Linked DNA regions of Mus musculus: region 1 is linked to region 2. A link is a contact called in public HiChIP or PLAC-seq data. All regions are on one chromosome and are shown on one strand. Each heading gives the region's core, a stretch centred on a gene start, on an enhancer-like site or on the middle of the called end of the contact. The rest is flanking DNA. Distances are from core to core; before and after follow the strand shown. Region 1 holds the start of Nudt3 (nudix (nucleotide diphosphate linked moiety X)-type motif 3). Region 2 has its middle 17 kb from the start of Bak1.

Region 1 (6,281 bases), core at 580-3,079, 610 kb after region 2:
TGCCGCCAGTCCATTGTAAAACTTCTAACCAAAATTAGAAAATCGGTTGTTCCTTTGTTAAGGATCTTGAGTTTCTAGTATTTATCCAAAATATTCACATTTTCACCTCTAGGATGATCTTCTTAAAACAAAGGGTTTTGCAGTGTTCATGACTAAATTACACAGCCTTCTACTTTAAACTTGGCCAGACCTAACCACAGCACTGCAGTGAGGCATGTCATTATGCTAATTCCTTTTCCTCCCGCTAACAGCCCAGATCCCATCTGACTTCCCATATGATAATGAAGAAAACAAAGCTTCTAGAACAGCCTTCACCATAGACAGTTTTACCTCACGTATTCCAAAGCCAGCGCATCATTTAAAACTTGACCTTGCTTACTTACAAAGCGCGTCTTTCGGGGACCTTTGGTAATGAAGGAAAGTAACAAAGTATACATTTCCAAAACTCCTGTTTTGCAATCCCTCAACAGCACAAAGAATGCTTTCACGGATTTTCTTCAGGCCGTCATTTCATTTAAATTCCCCCTCCTCCTCCTCCTCTTCCTCCTCCTGAGTATCTACCGGACAGTGATTCCTGGTAGTCCATCCTCCCTTTCATCAGAGCCTTTCATAACTAACGGGTCAAGTTCCTGTCGCCCATTTCAACACGATGCACCGTACTGCAGGCTTGCCACCCCAGCCCACCGCCGAGGGCCGGGATAAAACATACTCAGTTTCACTGCCCTTCATTGTTTTCAAGCGAACTGCCATCTTACCACCATGCACACACACGACAGCAATGTGTCCCCACAGGCATTTTATGAATTTCCAAAGCAGCTATTCTTTGTGGATTTACAAACCACGCGCCTTTCATGAATCTCGCTTCATCACCACAGAAACGGCTTTGTGAAGCCGAAAAAAAAATTTTTTTTTAAGTTCCTTAAGGAAAAAGGAACAAGACTCTAAAACGTTCTATTATCCTAGCTTACCCTACGACTCATCCTATTGGGCACAGCAGAGAAACGTCGGGACAGAGATCTTCATAAATACAGCTTTTGATGGTCGTGAAGTGTTCCGGTCAATATGAATAACAACCTCGACGACAACCGTGTCCAGTGCCCTTTCTTTTCAGGCTCCAACCATACGGACTCAGCAGCTCAACGTTAGAATCGAACGGCTGGCCCCGGCTTGTCGCTGCCAGTGCTCGCCCGCAGCCACCTCCCCTCGGCCAGCAGCAACCCTGCGGGGAGGGAGGGAGGGAGGGAGCGGCCCTCCGCTCCGCCACAAAGGCCGGCCTGCGCCCCATGCACGTGTGCCGAGCGCCGAGCTGCCTAGCCACTGCCCCGGGCGAACGGCGGCCAACCCCCGACGGCCCGCCGCGGGATGGCATCCCGCTGCCCCGGGCCCTCTCCACTCCGCTCCCCACCCCCCCTTCTCCCCAGGAAACCCCGTCGGGCGCCGCCGACCCCCGGCAGGGCGCCTCACCTCCTCCTCGCTCTCGCTGCGGAAGCACAGGCACGCGGCCCGCTTCTTGTAGCCGTCGCCGTCGTAGGTGCGGGTCTGGTTCGACTTGAGCTTCATCATCCTCCGGGCCCGGGTGGGGGGTGCCGTGCGGGGCCTCGGAGTCCAGGGAAGGGGAGCCTGCTGCAGGCGGGCGGCCGCGCGCGCGCGCGCCCCAGGCTCGATCGAGAGGGCGGGGAGGAGGGTCTGTGTGTCCGCTACACGGCTCCGCGGCGGGACAGCCTCATTGCCCCCGGCCCAGGCCCTGCGCCGCCGTCACGGCCGCCGTCGCCACCGCCACCGCCCCCTCTACCGCCGCCGCCCCCGACGACGACCGCGCCGCCATTTTGGACGCGCTGCGTCAGCTGCGTAAGGCACGCGGGCTCGCCGGACGGCCGCGCGTGCGCAGCGCGGACGGCGTTCCGGAATCGCGCCCGGCGCGGGAGAGCGTCTGCACTGAAGGCCGCGGAAGCTGGCGCGGCTGCTACGCAGACAGCGTAGGGCTGGGGATGGCGGAAGCCGGGTGAGGCGCGGCGCGTGGGCACCACCCGCGACCCCACGGTCCCGGGCGCCGCTGGGCAGAGAGCAGGGGCCCGCCCAAGGTCACCGGCTGAGCGGCCCAGCCCGATCCAAGGTCGCGCCGCTCAGATGACAGGGAGAGTGACAGCGCCGCTCTGCTGTCCCTCGCCGCAGACTGTCAACCTTAGCTGCTGGGGATCAGGAGTGGGGCGGGGCGGGGCTGCTCTTTGCGGTCAGTTGGTAGCTGTCTGGACATATGTGCGTCCTGCAGCCATTTGTGCAAAAAAGGCAAAAGCTGCCACTTGCCTGGCGACATGCTTGAGGGACTGGGTTCGAACCTCAGCACTGCAAAAAAGAAAATAAAAAAGGAAGGAAAGAAAAGAGAGAACGCCATCCTCTTAAACAGGAGCAGAAAGGGAGAGACTGTAAGAGTGTGCACAGCACACGTACGTAAATCATGAAATATGGTTTCTGGCCGTGACTATAACACTGGGATGACCCTCTTAGAGGACGTGAAAGTGGGCTACAGCGTTCCTGCAACAAAACGGGCACCATTACCGTGTGCTAAACGTTTAGAAAATTCTGTCAAGATATTCAAGATTTATAAATAAATCCCAAAGCGCACAGCGTACGTTTGTGGGGACAGGTGTGTGCGCCATGATTGCTTCTGTGAGGTCAGAGGGCAACTTAAACGAATCCATTTTCTCCCACCACAGAGGACCAGGAGACTGAATTTAAGTGGTCAGGCCTGGCTGCAAATGACCTTTCTGGGATATCTGACGGGTCCCCGTTACCTGTTTTAATCATCTTGTATGTAGTATACTTCATTAATAATCTAGAGGGGCCCAAGAGATGTGTCAGTTTAAAAGGGCACTGGCCATGGAGCCTGACCACCTGAGCTAGATCCCTGGCACACATAGCGAAAGGAGAGAACCAACTCCCACAAGCTTCACCGCTACATGTGCTCTATGACATATGTGTCCACACATATTCTAACTTCTTTAAAAACTAAATGAAGGGGCTGGAGGGATGGCTCAGTGATTAAGAACACTGGCTGTTCTTCCAGAGGACCCTGATTCAATTCCCAGTATATGGTAGTTCACATGGTACCATACAGAGTAGCTCACAACTGTCTGTTGGCTCCTTCACACAGATATATATACAGCCAAAACACCAATAAAGTAAAAATGTAAAAAGTCTGGCTGAAAAGGTGCCTCAGGGATAGGAGCGCCTGAAAATGTCCAAGTGTCCAGGAAGCAGAAAGCACTGGGCGTTATCAGTAATAGCTAAATACAATTTAAAACTGAAATTTGCCTAGTTTGTATGAAACTCTAGATTCCAAATTAACTAGGCAATGGCAGTAATCCAAGCACTGTGGAGACAGAGGCAGGAAAATCAAGAATTCAAGGCCATCTGTGGTTACACAGCAAGTTTGAGGTTAGCCTAGGCTACATGAAACCCCGTCCCAAAGGGGCTCAGCAGTTAAGAACACTTACTAGTCTTGAAGAAGATCCCAGTCTGGTCCTTAGTACCCATATGAGGTGGCTCCCCACCACCTGTAACTCCAGTCTCAACACCTGGATTCTGTAGGCACTGCACACAGACAGACATAACAAACTAGAATTATGCCTATTGATGCTTCTTGTGGATACTCTTCAGAATTTGAGAGTCCCATTTGATTTATAGCTTCCATAAATGTTGCTTTACCCAGGACCCTTCTTAGTCCCTTGCTGAGCCTGGTGTAACCTTGGTGGGGACAAAGTGACAGGGTTCCTGCCCCTGGGACAGGGCCCCGGTGTGAGCCTTCATGAATGTCAATGACTGCTGTGGACTTAAGGCTTATCTGTGTAATAACATGCATATTTTCTGGAACCAGTACTAGCAGTGGAAGACTCTTTCCTTCCAAGGGATGTCCTCCCTGCTAACGTTAATGACTCCATGATAATTAGAAACAGCACAAGCCCGGGAGTTGAGGGTGTGGCTATGTCTTAACAAAATAGTAAACAGTGGGGCCTTCAGGACAGCCCTTAAGGCTACGGGAAAGAGCTCTAAATACAAGACTTAAAAATATATAATTTCTCAACTATGCAAAGGGAATTACATGAGGAGCCTCACGAATCTAAAGGAACAAAAGCAGCTACACTCTAAGCCAACTGGGTAAAAAAATTACTAAGGAAGGAGATAAAGAGATTTAGGGAGTGGTAACCAAAGGAGATCCCACCCAACTAAGTTTTTTGTTCATGCTTACAAAGGCAGATGGATTCCTGAGTTCAGGGTGAGTCTAGGACTGAGCAAAGTTATGCCTTGGTATGGTGGAAATGGTATCTTCAGGGCAGGGCACCCAACTACCTTATTGTCTGTGCTTAACCAAGGCAGACAGATCTCTGAGATCTCTTGCTTTGAGCAAAGGTACACTTGCTTCTCCTAAGGATCAAAGGGCTGTGTGCTTGGATGCTGATTCGTAGGATCAACAAAAGGACTCCTGGAGCAGATGACTGGATTGATCTGTGTGTAAATAGAACCCTGGGCTTTGACGTGCCGGAGATGAGCTAGTGGGAAGCAATAGCAGTTCTTCTTTAGTTTTTGAAATCTCTGGAGAGCAAAAACAGCTCTTCAAGAATTTTCTCTAAGGCTGGGCGTGGTAGCGCACGCCTTTGATCCCAGCACTTGGGAGGCAGAGGCTGGCGGATTTCTGAGTTCGAGGCCAGCCTGGTCTACAGAGTGAGTTCCAGGACAGCCAGGGCTACACAGAGAAATCCTGTCTCGAAAAACCAAAAAAAAAAAAAAGAATTTTCTCTAACAGGATTTCTAACTTGGTTAGGGATCCAATAAATTTTTTATAGCAGCCTTTCTGACCTTGGTCAGAAAAGCCATGAGCTACCTAGATAGCTTTTAGAATTTTTACTTACAGAGAGAGCTGTATCAACCAAAGAGTTTTTAGAATAGCAAGAAAAAGCTGTCTATTGCAGAGCAGAACACAGAGAGAGAGAGAGAGAGAGAGAGAGAGAGAGAGAGAGAGAGGTCTGGAAAGCCATCGCAAAAGGCTTGGACCCAGCGACTTCGAGCCCTTTCTTTGCAAGGCTCCCTAACACCCATTTGTTCTCTCGGGAACGCCTCTCCATGTGGCTTGGTCTCCTCTCCCATTGCATATTTCGTCCTATTTAAAGATGCTGCCCTTTTTCTCACAATGGCCTCTTTGATGTGTCAGTCAAGCAGGCAAGGCTTGTTTCTCCAGTAACTGTTCCTCTGGAACTGGGCCACACATTTATCACACACAGGCTTCCAATAAAGCAGTCCCTAACAGCCATGGACTAGGGGCTTCCACAGGCTGGGACTGCCAAACACGACCTCTCATCCTTCTTTCTCCCCAGCAATGGCCCCATTCTGTCCTAGCTTCCTCCCTCCCTTTCTTGCTGAGTTTCTTGCAGTGCCTCACCATGACCACTCAGCAGCTGGTGCAGCCAATGGGCAGCCTGACAGTCTGTGAGGATAGCAGTTCATGCTCTCATTACCCTGGTGGCCCAGACCTGTAATCCCAGCACCTCTCTAGAGAAGTACAGGGAGGAGGCTAGCAAGTTCAGGGTCAGTGTGTATGAGCCACCCCTCCAGCCCTTTCAATTTTTTTTTAAGATGACCTATGACCTTTAAGATTTATTTAAAGCCGGGCATGGTGGTGCACGCCTTTAATCCCAGCACTTGGGAGGCAGAGGCAGGCGGATTTCTGAGTTCCAGGCTAGCCTGGTCTACAGAGTGAGTTCCAGGACAGCCAGAGCTACACAGAGAAACCCTGTCTTGAAAAATCAAAAATAAAAAAAAAGATTTATTTATATGAGTACACTATAGCTGTCTTCAGACACACCAGAAGAGGGTGTCAGATCCCATTACAGATGGTTGTGAGCCACCATATGGGATTTGAACTCAGGACCTCTGGAAGAGCAGCCAGTGCTCTTAACTGCTGAGCCATCTCTCCAGCCTGAAGGGGGCAGTCAAGCGTGCACACGTGGAGGTCAAAGGACGGCTCCACAAGCTGACAAGCTGGTTCTCTCCTGGCACCGAGTGAGCCTGAGGTGAGCTGAGCCTCTCTGGCTTGGCAGTGAACCCCATCATCTCACTGCCCTTTTGTTATTTGTCTCTTACTGTCTTAAAACCACCCTCCTTAAGTGACCTCACCTAAGTCTGCCCTGCCCAACTTCACTGCCTGACCCCCTGCCCTCGAGTTTTGTAAGTTTGGATAACACCTGGTCTTTGCTGTTACAAAGCAGGTTTTTCAGTTTGGGTTTTTG
Region 2 (5,986 bases), core at 2,706-5,205:
AACCCTCTCCAGAACAAGTCAATTCCCTCACTGGTATTAAAACCTGCTTCTTCTGAGGATTCTGGCATATACAGAAGACCGGCTGAGACATCCAGCCTTGTGCACTGAGCAGTCACTGGATTCTTGGACTTTCTATTGGTAGAGAGCCCTTGTTGGATTGGCTGGACCACAGGCTATAAGCCATCCTAATAAATCCTCCCCCCTTATGAAAAAAAATTCACTCTGTAAGTTCTGTTACTCTAGAGAACCCTAATACACATACTCTCGCTGCCCTGGCAATAAAGGTCAAAGTCTACCATTATGCAGATAGCCTTCTAGGCTCAGCGCAAAATGGGGAACTTCCTTCACTAGCAGGGCTTCCTCAAACACTTCCCACACTAATGAGGCATCCCTGTATCTTAAGCCTTTAGCCAAGCACCTTTGCTCATCCTGGGTATTCTGACTTCCACCCCCCAAATTAGGTAATGCTTGAATCACCCCAAGTAAAGTGATCTCCCCAAGCTGGACCTGGTGTCCTCATTACAGTGTGCTTCCGAACGCTGCCGCACCCCCAACATCTGTAGTCTCTGCTTCATTTGCCTTTGTGGACTGGTACTGTTGACAATTCCCTGGGGCAGGGAGGGTCGCATACCCTCCTCTGTGTGTGTGTGTGTGTGTGTGTGTGTGTGTGTGTGAGAGAGAGAGAGAGAGAGAGAGAGAGAGAGAGAGAGAGTTGAAACAAGGTTTCTCTACACAGACCTGGATGCCCTGTAACTCACTATGTGACCAGAATGGACTTGAACTCAGAGAGATTCCCCTGCCTCAAATTCCCCTGTCTCTGCCTTCTGGGTGCTGGGATTAAAGGTGTGTGCCACTACGTCCAGCCATTTTATTATTTTTGTGCGTATGGGCAGGAGGTGGGGACAGGGGCAGTGGGCAGAGGCCAGAAGAAAGTGTGGAGTTGGAGTTAGAGGTAACTGTGAGCCGGTTGGTGGATATTGTCAGACTTTCTTGACCTAACAACTCCCAATGAAGACAGAGACTTACTATTACTTATTAAAGTTCAGGCCTTAGCTGGCTACCTCCCAACTCACTTGTTTAACTCAGTTAACCTGGTCTACACTAGCCCACGCTTGCCCTGTGGCCAGTTAGCTCTCACTATGTCCCGGTATGTCCGACTTCCTCCGTGTCTGGCTAACAAATCCCTCCAAATTCTTCCCACAGTTCCAGTCTCTACTGTTTTGCCTTTCCTCTGGAGGGCTCTGCTATAAGTCACCAGTTTTTTTTTATCAAATCAATCGGAAGGTGATGGAGAAAAATATTTACGAAATATGACGCAAGTGCTAAGCAATTGGAATAACAACACCAAAGATCAGACAGTACTGAACACTCCGCCCGTACAGAAATCAACATTTGAATAATATGAAGACAAGCTTTACCCAGAGCACAAGAGGGCGATCCCAACAGGTGTGGGTGCTGGGAACTGAACACTTCGAGGAGCAGTGAGTGTTCTGAACTTCAGAGCTGTGCCTCCTGCCCCTGAAAAGCAGGCTACCTGGGCAGGTCTGGCAGCCTCTTAGCCACTTCCTGATGTAAGCGTTGTTCAGCCATTTCTACATGGGCTTGGCCCTGGGGTAGAGGAACCATTTCAGACCTGTTAACACAACACACAGAGATCCCCCACCCTCTTATCAAGGGCAAGCTCCCTGGTCTCCAAAACTGCTTCACAGAAACCTCATTCAACCCTCTCCAGCCCTGCCTGTAGTGAGAATTCTGGAATTGTGGTTTAAAAAACAAACAAACAACAAACAAAACAAAACAAGACCCAAATATTATACGAATATGGTTTTGTTTTAACCCAGGTGTGGGGAAATGGGGCTGCTTCGCAGCAGCTGACTGTGATTTATGCCGTGCTCCACCAGAGGCACGGTTTTGCCAGCTGCAGACAGTGTCTGAGATTGTGTGATGTTTGGGATTGTGTAGATAAATGGTAGGACCCCCACCTCCATCCCCGCCCACTGCAAGGTGGAGAGTGGTGGTTGGTGGTCATTTGGGGGAGGGAGGTTGGTTTCAGTGTGTTAGTGGTCATGCTCAAAGAAGAAACAAGAAGAAGGAAATTAGATTTAAGGATCTCTGTCTTCCCCCTCCTCCTCCCCCCCCCCCCCCGCATTCTTCTTTCTCTCCTATCTAGTGATGGGGGGAGGGTGAAACTGGGGGATAAAGGATGGGAAGAAGGACACTTTTACCCTCTTTGGACACCCCGTGGCCACACACACAAGGTGCCTCTTTCTGTGATGGCTCATCCCATTCTTCCTCTAGGTCGGCTCAGATGCTCAAGTTTGACGAGTATGTGTGTGTGAGTATGTGTGTGTACGCTCAAGTGCCATCGTGATTAGAGGACCACTTATGGGGGTCAGCTGTCTCTTAATAAGGATTCTGGGGCTTGGAGGCAAATATCTTTCCCCACGAATCACCCCATGCTCTTCCTTGTTTTTTACATGTTTAGGCGGGCATGGCTTTGGCTGTCCTGGAATTCTCTGTGTAGACCAGGCTGGCCTTAAACTCACAGAGAGCCCCCTGCCTCAGTTATCTGGATGCTGGGATCACAGGAGTGTGTGACTTTGTGGCACAGCACACCAGCATCAGTTCTGATGGTGCAGGTGAGGGCTGGAGCAGGGAGCAGGAGGGGGTCCTTGCATTATAGAATCGTAGGCTACTGGGAGCCATGACGGGACTGTAGCTCTGTTGGTGGAGCAGCTACTTGTAGTGCACAAAGCCTGGATCTGGTTTTCAGGATTCGGTAAGACTCAGCAAGATGGCACCCAAAGAGGGCGCTGACAGTGTTCCACCTCAGCAACTGGGCTTGGTGCCGCATGCCTTTAATCCCGGCACTCGGGAGGCAGTGGCAAGCAGATTTCTGAGTTTCACAGGGTTTCTCTGTGTAGCCCTGGCTGTCCTGGAACTCACTCTGTAGACCAGGCTGGCCTCGAACTCAGAAATCTGCCTGCCTCTGCCTCCCAAGTGCTGGGATTAAAGGTGTGCGCCCCCACGCCTGGCTGGGGGTTTTTTGTTTGTTTGTTTGTTTTTGTTTTTGTTTTTTCGGCCCAGCACACTTACAGACAGTCCCTCAGATGCTGACGTCTGGCCTTAGGACCAATCAGGAACGTCTGAGTTCTCCAGTCCAGCGTGCTTCCTCGTGGGGGAACAATGTGAGACAACTTGCAGGATGATTTTACTTACTTGCCAGATAGACTTCCCATAAATTGGCATGCTGGTTAATTTTAACAGCTTGGAAGTTACATAAACGGCCAACAATAGAGAATCGGTTAAGAATAAAATTCATTATAGTTCCTAAGTATAATGTAAAACTACGTAAAGAACACTAAAAAAAAAAAAGTGTTCTTGTTGGGTGTGGTGCCTATGATCTAGGTGCTCAGGTAAGAGGTAGATAGGATGGAAGAGTTCAAGGCTAGCCTGAGCTACATAATGTGACCAGGACAAGCTGGCCTATAGAGTGAGACCTTGGAGAGAGAGAGAGAGAGGGAGAGAGAGAGAGAGCACCAGGCATGGTAGTGCACACCTTTAATCCCAACGCTTGTGATGCAGAGGCAGGTGAATCTCTGAGAATTTGAGGCCAGCCTTGGCTACAGGGCAAGTTTCAGGAGAGCCAGGGCCACAGAGAAAGAGCTTGTATCTAAAAGCCAAAATAACAAGATAAAAGTGAAAGGGTAGATATTGCCAAAAGAGAAGGTCCCAAAAGGAAGATGGTTTCCCTTTGGAGACATCACAGTGCCTTAGTATAGACTCGGAACTGTCACCAAACACCCAAAAGAAGCAAACTGGGAAAGCTAAATTCTGGATCGGGGTTCGAGAGATGCAGCCCACCCTGGCAGTGGGATGGCCTCACCACCACAGCAGGTGCCACGTGAAGCAGCAGGTCATATCAGGAAGTAGGGATCTAGGGCAGGAAGTAGAGCCTGCCTGCCCATCACCCTGAAGCCCCACCCACACCCAGGGTGGCCAGCTAGACCTCTCTTTCCTCCACAGTTTGAAACAGCGCCACCTGACAGAAATAGGGACTTCTGGTGGAGACTTTAAGAACATGCAGGCACAATAAGTGGTGGTTGTAGTGGGGGTGGGGGGTGGGAGATTTACAGCTCAAGACATAAGGACGGGGCAGCAAAACAGGAAGGAAGGAGCCGTGCTTCTCATCCACGTGCGGATGTGTGTGTGTGTTTGTGTGTGTGTGTGTGTGTGTGTGTGTGTGTGTGTGTGTGTGTGTTTCTGATGGGGTCTCCTGTCACCAGGGTGCCTCCAACTCATGCGTAGCTAAGGATAGCCTTGAATTACTGATCCTTTGATGAGTTGGTTGCTGTGGCTTACCACAGAAACCCTGGTTACAGTAGAGAGGAGCTGATGTGAGCAGTGAGCATTATTAGGAAAGACCCCACGACCTTGGGCAGCTCTGACTGGTGTTAGAGTTGGGGCGCTGCGTTATCAACAGCGCGCTATTGTATTTTTAAAGCTTATTTTGTTTTTAATTATGTGCGCATGTGGGCGCAGACACCCTCAGAGGTCAGAAGAGGGAGTCAGAGCCCCTGGAGCTGGGGGTACAAGGCAGCTGTGACCCCCCTAATGTGCATGCAGGGAACTGAAGTCAGGACCTTCACAATCGCTCTTAACTGCAGCCGATTCTCCACACTCACAATGGAGTCTTGAAGGGACAGAGAGCCTTTAATTCTGAAAGATGAAAGGGGTTTCCGACCCATAAGGTTCCGAGTAAGAGGAGGCGATCTCACATCACGTGATTTAGCCCAGCCTAGCCCACGGGCCAGGAGTCACAAGGCAAGAGAACAGTAGACAAAAGTCAAGTTATAATTCGAGGTTGTCCTCAGTGTAAGTGTCAGGGAGGCTGGGCTTGTTCACAGCTGCAAGTGGGAGGGAGATGACTGAGCTCCGGGAAAGCTGTGAGCCCATTTATCAACCCTGTCCCAGCAGAGGCTGCTGGAGGGGAGGGCCTGATTTCTGAGAGAGAGAAAGGCAGTGAGGAAATCTCTTATCCAACACAGAGACTACATGCAGGCACCACCTTCATGCTCAGAATGTTCTATTTTTGAGACAGCATTGAATGCTGTAGTCCAGGCTGGGCTGGGATTCACAATCCTGCCTCAGTCTCTCAAATAACAGGCTAGCATCCTTCCTTCCTTCCTTCCTTCCTTCCTTCCTTCCTTCCTTCCTTCCTTCCTTCCTCCCTCCCTCCCTCCCTCCCTCCCTTCTTCCCTTCCTTTCATCCTTTCTGTTTATGAGACAGGGTCTCACTATGTGGTGTTGGCTTGGCTGGCCTAGGGCTCACTATGTATATGTAGACCAGCCTGGCCTTGAACTCAGAGATTTGCCTGCATTTGGCTTCTGAGTGTTGGGATTAAAGTCATGCACCACCATGTCCAGCTTTCTTTCTTTTTAAAGATGTATTTATATCTGTGGGTATCTGCAGGTGTGTGACCATGCCTGAGCAGGCCAGAAGTGTGTTAGATCCCCTGGAGCTGTAGTTACAGGTAGTTGGGAACCCAACTTAGGTGCTCTGCAGGGTCAAGTGCTGTCAGCCATCTCTCCTGCTCCTGGTGGGCACCGGGAATGCACAGGCCTTTGCCCTCTTCCCGGGCCTTACTGTGTCACTGAGCATCCTCCTCTTTGTCCTCCTCCTCCTCCTCTTCCTTTTCTTTGGGATGTACTTTGTCACCAAGGCTGGCCTTGAGCTCCTGATCTTCCTGCCTCACTCTCCAAAGCTGAGATCACAAATGAGGATTTATAGATGTACCCTGGCCAGCTCTGTACTGAGAGTTCTGGGACTGAGGTGAGACCCTGGTGCGACCTGACCTGCCACTCATGTAAAGTGGGCTATACTATGCAGCTCTCTCATGGGAAGGATCCAGAGTAGCCAGAGGTGGATGGAGGGCTCTTGCCAGGGACTGATGAGGGGGAGGAGAGCTGTGGAGGCTTGAATGAA

What was found. HiChIP or PLAC-seq counts read pairs in DNA pulled down with a chosen protein or histone mark.
Region 1: an H3K4me3 HiChIP or PLAC-seq map of bone marrow-derived macrophages shows a contact between it and region 2, with 11 times the contacts expected there. The contact joins the promoter of Nudt3 here to the enhancer-like site in region 2. A contact is called at or near these places in 6 of 39 promoter capture datasets (the C10 cell line, embryonic stem cells, hippocampal neurons and 2 more), 1 of 15 datasets of contacts at CTCF or cohesin (the NIH/3T3 cell line), 2 of 484 Hi-C or Micro-C datasets (embryonic stem cells and large pre-B cells), 15 of 115 datasets of contacts at active chromatin or transcription factors (SST interneurons, bone marrow-derived macrophages, craniofacial prominence and 12 more) and 2 of 9 other capture datasets (embryonic stem cells and liver).

What each region holds. Positions count from the first base shown.
Region 1 is chr17:27,621,623-27,627,903 of GRCm38.p6, forward strand. Nudt3 (nudix (nucleotide diphosphate linked moiety X)-type motif 3) reads right to left here and starts at 1,830. Exons shown (of 5, transcript NM_019837.2): 1 at 1,465-1,830. The coding sequence starts at 1,563.
Region 2 is chr17:27,008,161-27,014,146 of GRCm38.p6, forward strand. No RefSeq gene overlaps it. Among named protein-coding and RNA genes, the nearest start is that of Bak1, 17 kb to the right of the region's middle. Within about 2 kb of position 3,956, at least 126 of the 459 cell types and tissues checked have an H3K27ac peak or open chromatin away from gene starts, as enhancers often do. A contact at or near this core is called in SST interneurons, bone marrow-derived macrophages, effector CD8 T cells and 3 more, where this site is marked.